Regions from separate parts of the Sorghum bicolor genome. Here region 1 is linked to region 2. A link is a contact called in public HiCAR-type data. All regions are on one chromosome and are shown on one strand. Each heading gives the region's core, a stretch centred on a gene start, on an enhancer-like site or on the middle of the called end of the contact. The rest is flanking DNA. Distances are from core to core; before and after follow the strand shown. Region 1 holds the start of LOC8061666 (ervatamin-B). Region 2 holds the start of LOC8061664.

Region 1 (4,910 bases), core at 24-2,523, 210 kb after region 2:
AGGCTGGTCCCGCACGGCCCGTTGTAGACGCCCCTCTTGTAGTGCTGGAAGTTGTCCCCGCCGGCCTCGATGGACACGGCCACCGGCTGCCCCGCCACGGCGTTCGCCAGCGACGCCTCGCTCCGGGTGGCCACTCGCCGGAGCCCCGCGATGCTGGCCGCGTTGTGGGCGAGCTTGGCCCTGTTGCAGGCGTCCGTGGTGCCCGTGTACGGGTAGTCCTCCTCCGTGGTGAGCCCGCCGTTGGAGGTGATCCACCGCAGCGCGCGGTAGCTGATGCCGCCGTCGCAGCCGGCGTCCAGCGTGTCGCAGTCCACCAGCTCCTGCTCCGACAGCGACACCAGCTTCCCCGTCCGGATCTGGTAGATCCCTTCAACCACCGCTACCGTCGAGAAGGCCCAGCACGACCCTGCACCACGATCCGACGATCCGATTCCGATTCATGCATGTGTTGGGTTGGGGAGCACATGCAGATGCAGGCAAAAGCATGTGTTTTGCGCAGTGACGACAAAGCATGTGGTTATTAGGGACAGCTGATCAGAGCAATAATAGGTGGCAAATGACTGGTGACTGCCAGTACGGAATGACATGATGATGATGCTCTTTAGTTTACGGAATTCTACTGTACATACCACATCGGCCTTGGTTCTTCACCGGCGTCACGGCGCCGCTGGCCCGCCAGTCCACGCTCGCCGGCGCGGCGGTGGACAGGTTCACGTACACCGGCAGCTGGCCGACGGCGTCAACAGGCCCCGCGCGGGTGGTGATCACCGCCTCCGCGGCGTCGTCCTCGTCTTCGTCGGCAGGCAGCTGCGCCGGCGAGGGGGCCGCCGTGTACATGGCCATGAACTCCTGGTTGGTGAGGTCGGTGTAGGCCGTCTCGCCGAGCTCGTAAGTGAGCCCCGCGGCCTCGGCCTCGGCGTTGGTGGCCTCGATGTACGCCATGTTGCGCGCGTACACCAGGAACCGCCGCCGGTCCTCGGCGACCGTGGCGTAGGACTTGTTGTACGCCGCCTTCCACCGCTGGAACCGCTCGATCATCGGGCTGTTGTCGTCGGTGCTGCTCCCCATGTCGCCGGCGTACGGTCTGTGGGCCGTCGCCGACGAGCAGCCATGGTGGAAGACTACAGCGAGGAGGAGGACCACCACGCATGGCAGCGACCGCTTGGAGGAGGACGCCATGGATGATCGGGACTGGTCGGCCTAGCCCGCGGTTGGTCTACACGCTAATGGTAACAGGATGAGACAAATGATTGATGGAGATGCATATATAAACGAGTGGTGCTGAGATGGATATACGTACACAACTGTGATTGGAGAGGGGACGGACAAGTCAAGTCTTGATGCACCTCGGCCCTTGTGCTGACAAAGCTAGAGCCAGTCAGACAGACACACCACACCAGTTCAATGATGCTCCGAAAAATATTTTGTGCAAACCATCTCTTCTCGGCAGAATTGTAAAAACCCCACTAGAAAAACATACCTGAGAGAAAAAACTGAAATGATACACATCCATAATACATCTATAAGAAAACTATTCAAACCCCATCTATAACAAGCATACTAAGGCCTTGTTTAGTTCACTCCGAAATCCAAAAAATTTTCAAGATTCTCTGTCACATCGAATCTTGCGGCATATGTATGAAATATTAAATATAGACGAAAATAAAAACTAATCACACAGTTTGACTGTAAATTACGAGACGAATCTTTTGACCTTAATTAGTCTATGATTGGACAATATTTACCATAAACAAACGAAAGTGCTACAGTAGCGAAATCCAAAAATTTTTCACATCTAAACAAGGCCTAAAAGAACAAATTTTATGTGCACATGCACTACTAGAGAAGTTTGCCTTTGTAGTGTATATGCACATGAAACTTGTTCTTTTCGTATGAATCTTTATAAAATTATTGGAATCTTAATTGTTTTTATAATATATGCGTTTAAGATGCACATTTTTTTTAGACTTGTTATATATGCGATGGGTTCTTTATTTATTTTTCATATATCGTTTGATAGCTTTAGATCGCTAGTCTATTACAATATCATAGTATAGGATTAATGTGGTAGGTTTAGCCATTAAAAAGAAACGCTACTTACTTGTTAGATAAAGTTGTGGTCGATGAGAAAAATGACCATGTGTATTATTCTGATGAACAGTAATGTATATATACATCTGGCAGTTGCTTTCTAGCGAAAAGGTGCCTATCGGTGATGCCTACTGGTGAACCGTCATTAGCAGTTGCTAATGACAAGAATTACAATAATTGATCACTAATTAATTATCCTAATTAATCTCAACACTCCCCCTTGATCAATTGATCTTGTGTAGGCATCCTTGTTTGTTCATCAATCAATGTCTTGTAGCTTTGGAAAACCCTAAGGGAAAAAACCGAAGTATATCGATATACCAGGCAAAACTCCTTAAAATCGAGTGGAAAAAATAAGAAGAAACACCATGATATATATTACTCCCAATTTTATAGACCCTCTGGGTATTCCCAAAGACATAGTCTAAAAAAACTTTGATCAAAGATCAATATGTCATATATTACCCTCGAAAAACCTCTGTGAGGAAAAATAGATAATATGGCATTTACTATGTGTAACTATTACCTCATTTAAAACTTTATATGAGAAAACTCTAGAAGAGTAAAACTCATATAAAGGAAAGAGTATAATGTATAGTGAAAATAGGTTCTACTTATAGAGATTATCCCCCTGATTCTCGTAAATCTTTAAGCCTTCTCATACCAATGCCCTCAACACATTTACGAAATGCGGAGTATGGTAGGGATTTTGTGCATAAATCTGCTAGATTATTACATGACTTAGTTTGCAAGATTTCAATTTCTCTATCATTACATGGCTTAGTTACCAATGCCCTCAACACATAATTTCTCTTTTCTTTTACATGCCCTCAACCCCCTTCTTTTGTGAAACATTTTTTTATTTTTCTTGTTGGGACATATAGATATCCAAGCAATAGAAACATTCCTCAAATAAAAATAAAATGGTTTATTAGCTAATATAAAGAAAAGAACTTTGGAGTGGAGTGCGACGTGACAACTTGTTTGTTCTTTCATTCTTTTTGGAGCTATTTACCTTTATGGCCCCCCAAAAAAAAATACATCTTCTTTATATGGTCTTTTTTATTTTGAACTTACCTGTATGGCCTCAATAAAATTTTCTTCCTTATATAGTCTTCTGTCTGTTTTCTACACCTAACAGTGTTAAGTCAAGGATAAAATGACCAATTTGCCCCTGGCAAAAAAAAGTGGAGTTTTATTTGTCTATTATACATTTGGAGTAATATTACGCAAATAAATTTTAAAATGTACATGTAAGTTTAGAATATTACGCAGATATATTTTAAAATGTACAGGTAAGTTTGTAGTAGTATTACACAAATAGATTTTAAAATGTACAACAGACAAACAAAACTTTGTATTTTTTTCACTAGGGGTAAAATAGTCATTTTACTATTGACTTAACACCGTCAAGTGCCAAAAAAGAACGGAAGGCCATAGAAGGAAGAAAATTTCTTTTTAGGATCATACAAGTAAGTTCAAAATAAAAAGAGTCATGTAAAAGCAAGATGTATTTTTTCTATGGCCATACAGTTAAATATCTCCTTTTTGTGAGCGGTGTTTTCCCACGTGCCATCAGCCTGGGTAAATCACCAACCAACGTTGCTTCGACAAGTTACAGCCCATAGGCCTGCAGACTGACGGCCCATCATCGTCCATCGCTGGGGATTCGTTTGGAAATCCGCTTGTGGGCTGTGGCAAGCCAATCAGGAAAACGACACCTGGGCCGCAGTGTGTGGACAAGAATTGAGACACCACATAATCTGTTTTGCTGCTACTGTGAAGACTTTACCCCTGCTTAATGACGAGATTAAGCTGATTGGTTTGATTTGGTTTCTGAATGGAAATGTCTGAACTGAAGACGTCAATGACGTTCAGATTTGAAGAGACATTAATGGAGTCTCCAACAATATTAAGCTAGTACTAGCTCTAAGCTAGCAAACGTGGAAGAGAACCAATAGCATTTATATCATATTGTGAGAGAGGGAGGGCTAACGTGAAACGTGCGAGTCTATCTCTTGTCTTTTGCACTATCCAGCGAATAAAACATTGATTCAAATAGCCCTATGCTAGACCATTGGGGACGCTCTAAGGCTGATGGGAACTGCTTGCTGCAGCAGCACCAGCTGCAGCCACTCCTAGAAAGGGCAGCCGAGTAGGGCTAACACAGCACATTCTAGACGCAAACTGCTAACTGAAACCGAAATATGGTGATAAAATCTTTTTCCAAAAGTCTTTTGAGAGTAAGGTGACATTGAAATCTGGGCACAAACCCTTGGTCTAAACAAACACTCGGCAAACAAATCTCAACTTCTTGCACCATGGAATAGACAAATAAAACTTATTTGCGTAATCTCAACTCAGCATACTGCAATTACTAATGAAGCGCCAAAATTACTCTGGATTTAACCACCAGCTATTACAGATGTGCATACAGTACAAGTTCTACATGATGAACATGACCACTGTCCACTATTGATCAGGCTCGAAATGGTCATGATGCTGTTTTCTGTACAATTCTTTCAACTATTGTACTCCTATATGACCTACGAACAAAAGTACAAAACACAGCTAGATTATCTCGAGTGGTTCTGAAGCTGAACTCTCATCTACATGTATTTGGTTTCAGTGCTTACACATAGAACACCTGCCCAACATTCAGAAGGCTCTCATGGGGAACATTGAAGATGGCACTGTTCTCCCTGCAGATCTTCCTAAGGAAAGCATACATGTAGTTGATAGCAAACTTCTTGATGAACCCTGAATCCCTACGGGCCCTGACAATCGTGTTCCCTAGGATGTGCACCACACCAGCGTCC
Region 2 (5,246 bases), core at 2,242-4,741:
GTGTTTAGTTCCTCAACCAAAACATTTCGTTACACTGTAGCTTTTTCGTTTGTTTGTGGTAATTATTGTCCAACCATGGACTAACTAGGCTCAAAAGATTCGTCTTGTCAATTTCGACCAAACTGTGTAATTAGTTTTTATTTTCATTTATATTTAATACTTCATGCATACGTTTAAAGATTCGATGTGACAGAGAATCTTGAAAAATTTTGTGTTTTTGGTAGGAAGTAAACAAGGCCTGGATATAGATATATATAACTAGGTAATAGAGATATAGATATAAATTTGATATTTTTTTCTCCGGTTGCAACGCACGGGCATGTTTTGCTAGTATTACAAACGCATAGATTAATAAATAGACCCTCCAAGAACACAAAAGCCCTAACGATTAATCTATGACAACCCACTTACACACAAGGTAACACAAAAATCAACAGTGTCCACCGCATGTTCTCAGTGTCGAGCTTGTCACAAACAGAAAAAGAGCAGCTCTGACTTCTTAATCATCCAGTATCTCCGACAAGACCATTTACCAGTCCCCGAACAACGCAGATGCTGCAAAGGAAGAATTACGTCCTGATCTACCGCGACATGGCTGGTCCGTGAAGGCCACTAAGTTCCACCAGCGCCTTGACGTCGCGCAGCAAGATCATCTCCATAGTTTCACCTTCTTCGTGTGTGATGCTCAACCTCTTCATGAGCACTGCTCTGTGCATGACCACGCAGCCAAGCAATGACTGCTAGACGTGCGCTGCGCCGGGACGGCTTGCCCGGCTTCGTTAGGTTCTTCTTTTTCTCTGTGCCTTTAGTGGTCCATGTTGCTGTGGAGAAAGCAGAGGTTGCTTGACAGATTTGGTTATATATTGAATGTACGAAGTTTGTGAGCGCCACCTCACTTAGGGCTTGTTTACTTCCCAGAAAATTTTGCAAAATTTTTCACATTCCCCGTCACATCAAATATTTACACCCATGCATGAAGTATTAAATATAGACGAAAATAAAAACTAATTGCACAGTTTGGTCGAAATTGACGAGACGAATCTTTTGAGTCTAGTTAGTCCATAATTGGAAAATATTTGTCAAATACAAACGAAAGTGCTACAGTGTCCATTTCCTAAAATTTTTCGGAACTAGGCCTTGTTTAGTTCCAAAATATTTTGCAAAATGGACACTATAGCTCTTTCGTTTGTATTTGACAAATACTGTCCAATCATGGACTAACTAGGCTCAAAAGATTTGTCTCGTCAATTCCGACCAAACTATGCAATTAGTTTTTATTTTTATCTATATTTAGTACTTCATGCATGTATCTAAAGATTCGATGTGACGGGAAATCTAAAAAAATTTGTAAAATTTTTTGGGAACTAAACAGATCGGATACGAATAAATATTATTAATATTATATTTATTTTCATATTTTTGTTTGGATTTAGATTCAAATACGAATAATGTCAATCATATCGGATAAGATACGATTGCATGTGGACATCATAAATATACGATTTAAGTATTTGGATACGGATACGGTATTAGATGTTGAATATTCAGACTCGAATACAGATAGATCTAAATATCTCTAAACGAATTCGGTCCAAATATAGTCAGAAAATATCCATATCGTTTTGATTCCTACGCGCAGCCCGGCCAAAAACGAAAAAGCTCCACGTGAGCCTCGTTTGGGATAAATTTTGGTAGAAGCAAGAGAATAACTAGCAGTTCTACAGCTGAGGTGAGGCTCCACCCGTGCCTTGTCAGTGGCAGAACACAGACAAACCAGCAGCACCCAGATGGTAACCGGATGTGAGCGATAGAAATGATGGCGGCCGAAGATCTGACGGCTGTAAAATCTCTCCTGTTGAGGACAGAAACAACAACCGGTTGATGTGTGATTCTGCTTTTCCCACACAAAGTCACGTGTTCATTGAACAAATGCTGCCTACTATTACACGCGACATCGACACCTTTTTTTTTTTTTTTGGCTCGGAGAGCTGGGCCTTGTTTAGTTCTCAAAAAATTTTGCAAAATTTTTCAGATTCCCCGTCACATCGAATCTTTAGACTCATGCATGAAGTATTAAATATAGATGAAAATAAAAACTAATTGTACAGTTTGGTCGAAATTGACGAGACGAATCTTTTGAGTCTAGTTAGTCCATAATTGGACAATTTTTGTCAAATACAAACGAAAGTGCTACAGTGTCGATTTTGCAAAATTTTTTGGAACTAAACAAGGCTCTAGAGTAATTTTGATTGACCGAATCGCCGATCTCTGGCCTGGAAGGAGCGCAACGCTTCCAGGTACTCAGCCTCCCCAAAGTCCGGCCACATCTTGTCGGTGAAGAAGAACTCCGAGTACGCCGACTGCCACAGCAGGAAGTTGCTGAGCCTCAGCTCGCCGCTGGTTCTGACGACAAGGTCAGGGCAGGAGAACTCGCCGTGGCCGGCGGCGCTCGTCGCGAGCTTGCCGGCGACCAGCGACTCGTCGACGTCGTCCGGGCTGAGCCGCCCCGCCTGCGCCTCCCGGACGAGCTCCCGGCACGCCTGGACCATGTCCCATCGCCCGCTGTAGCAGATCGCCAGCATCACGTGCAGCTGCGAGTTGTGCCGCGTCGCCTCGTCGGCTTGCTCCGCCGCGCTCCGCAGAGACGCTGGCATCTGTGTGGCGTCGCCGATGACCTGCAGCCGGATCCCCTGCCTTGACAGCTTGTCGATGTTGTCGCCTATCAGCCACTCCGACAAACCCATCATGTAGTCCACCTCAGCCTGCATGCACATACGATCGAGGAAACAAGAAAACCGTGCGTACGTGTCAGGCTCGTCCGCGAAGTATTTGTGTGTGTGTGTGTATATATATATATATATATATGCAAGTATTGAAAAGGGAGAGCTAAGCTGTTAACGAAGGCGGCAGCGGCGGGCCGTACCTTGGGGCGGCTCAAGTTTTCGCGGGAGCAGACGAAGGCGGTGAGAGCGCGGATGCCCCAGGCGCGCGAGAGGCCAACGATCCGCTCCAGGTTGCGGCCGCCGGCCTTGTGGCCGTCGGCGGGCGTCAGACCCCGCGCGCGCGCCCACCGTGAGTTCCCGTCCATCACCACCGCGACGTGCCGCGGCAGCGACTCCGGGCGCAGCCCGCTCTGGAGAAGCGCCTCGGCCGCGCGGTCGGCGGCGCCAGAAACGCCCGTCGTCGTGTCGGCGGCCCGCGCGCGTGGAGGCAGGAGGCGCGCGCGCCTGGAGCGAGCCGGCGGCGGCGCTGCGGCTGCTAGCCGCCAGGTGGTGGTGGTGGTGGTGGTTGTAGACGAAGAGTGTGAGAGCAGCATCATGATCCGTGTACGTCCGTCACTCCGTCGATCTAGGCCAGTCTTTGGGTGGAGTTGGCTATAGCTCTCACGTACGCCTACGCACAAACGTGGCTCGCTGTGCCCGTGTGCAAAACAGCTCGATGGAAGGAATTTGTAGCGTCCAGGGCAGCTTTGCTCTCGTCTACTACTATTTTTGCCGACATCTTTCAAGGAAAAAAAAAAGTACACTATTTGCCGTTTCTCTCGGCTTGTGGCATCCTGCAAGTCGTCGTCAACCAAACTTAAACAGTCTTCTCTTCTTTTGGAGCGCTGAGGGGGACAGTCTTTTGAAAATTTGGGAACGACACGGGTGAGACACGAGGAAGCGCCAAGGATCCAGTGGCGAAACGAGGTTAATTCCATTGGCACACGTTCGGGCATGAACACAAGTCGGAAGGGCCTATTATCCCGGTTTCCGAGCCGATGCTGCTCTTCCGAGACTAAAGGTTCATCCTTTAGTCCCGGTTCGAGAAACCGGGGCTAAAGCCCCCCCTTAACACCAACCGGTATTAAAGGGTCCTGCCAGGGCTGCCACGTTGCAGGACCCTTTAACACTTACCAACCGGTGTTAAGGGTTTCTTTTTTTTGGTTTACTTTTTCGGTTCTGTTTATTATTTTTATATAGAATAATAATAGGTTTTTCAATATATATTTTTGCTGATACAATAATATATTTATATTACACGCATATTAAGCATATATAAATGAAAATTATAGGCTTAGCTTTATAATTAAGCTTTGCCTATAATAAAATGAATAGGCCACATCAAAAATTAAATAGATATGTAAAAAGCTTTATATATATATAGTTTTATAAGTACAAAATTCGTAACACATATATACATAGAGTTTTTTCTCCCAATGTCTAAAAACGATAGAAATGATCATCGTTGTTTGGAATAAGAGTTTCGTTGCCGTTGAAGTGAAAACTCGCCGTTTGGATTGATCACTTGCTCGTGGAGAAATCCTGCTATTGTCTCTTGGATAGCTTTGATTCGGTATTTTTGTATGACCTTTTCCCTCAACCATTTCGTCTTTAATTTGAAATAAATAAAAAAGGTATTAGTTATCTAAGTTATTCAATATAATTCAGGAGATAATGAAAAGAGACATGTAACGTACTCTGAGCGTCTCTGTGGGTGTTTGATTGACTTGTGCCATCATGAATTTGCACACGTAATATGCACATAGATTGTTCCCCTTCTTGTCTTAAACACCACTGTACGATATATATATATATATATATATATATATATATATATATATATATATATATATATATATATATATATAATATTCACGACCACGACAATAAGAAGGCTAAAAGTTAGCGAAAGTTTGCTAGCTAGTAGAACTTACTTGTGGATGTATTATGTTAAGCGACGCTTTACATCCACTGAGATGTTCACGGTCAATGAATCTTTCCCAAACCCTACACACAGCCATTGTGGATCATGAACTAATAATTACAGAGTAATATTATGATATTCTTCTAGCTGAGATCGACATTACGTACCTTTGAATAATGTTTACCATTTGTTGATAATTTTCTTGTGGTTTTCTCATTGAGTCAAAGATTATCAACCGGTTCTTGGGAATTTCAATGACCATGAGTATCCAGTGAAAGCTGTTTACACACATATACATAGTCAGGCCTATATATAACTATATAAAACTTGTCTCGAGTAATAATTATTAAAATAAAATATGCATGCATTTAATAACTATATAACTCACTCAAAGTTGAAGGGGAAGAGTATTTTTTGTTTTTCTTTTTGGTTCACAAAGAACCTCAGAAGATTGGTGCAAACTTTTGTCTCATGAGCTGCTGTCCACACTGCTTGCGGAGCTTTGAAAACAATATAAGGGTCAACGAACCCAATACTATTGTCATTTCTGATTCTGAGCT

Evidence for each region. HiCAR-type assays count read pairs that join an accessible place to other places.
Region 1: a HiCAR-type map of leaf shows a contact between it and region 2, with 3 times the contacts expected there. The contact joins the promoter of LOC8061666 here to the promoter of LOC8061664 in region 2. A contact is called at or near these places in 1 of 4 Hi-C or Micro-C datasets (leaf mesophyll) and 1 of 1 datasets of contacts at active chromatin or transcription factors (leaf).

What each region holds. Positions count from the first base shown.
Region 1 is chr2:18,532,658-18,537,567 of Sorghum_bicolor_NCBIv3, forward strand. LOC8061666 (ervatamin-B) reads right to left here and starts at 1,274. Exons shown (of 2, transcript XM_002461916.2): 1 at 630-1,274; 2 at 1-406. The coding sequence starts at 1,179. LOC8061667 (potassium transporter 18) reads right to left here. Exons shown (of 10, transcript XM_002461917.2): 10 at 4,442-4,910. The coding sequence ends at 4,724.
Region 2 is chr2:18,315,628-18,320,873 of Sorghum_bicolor_NCBIv3, forward strand. It overlaps LOC8061664, which reads right to left and starts at 3,492. Exons shown (of 2, transcript XM_002461914.2): 1 at 2,924-3,492; 2 at 2,117-2,762. The coding sequence starts at 3,319. The coding sequence ends at 2,235.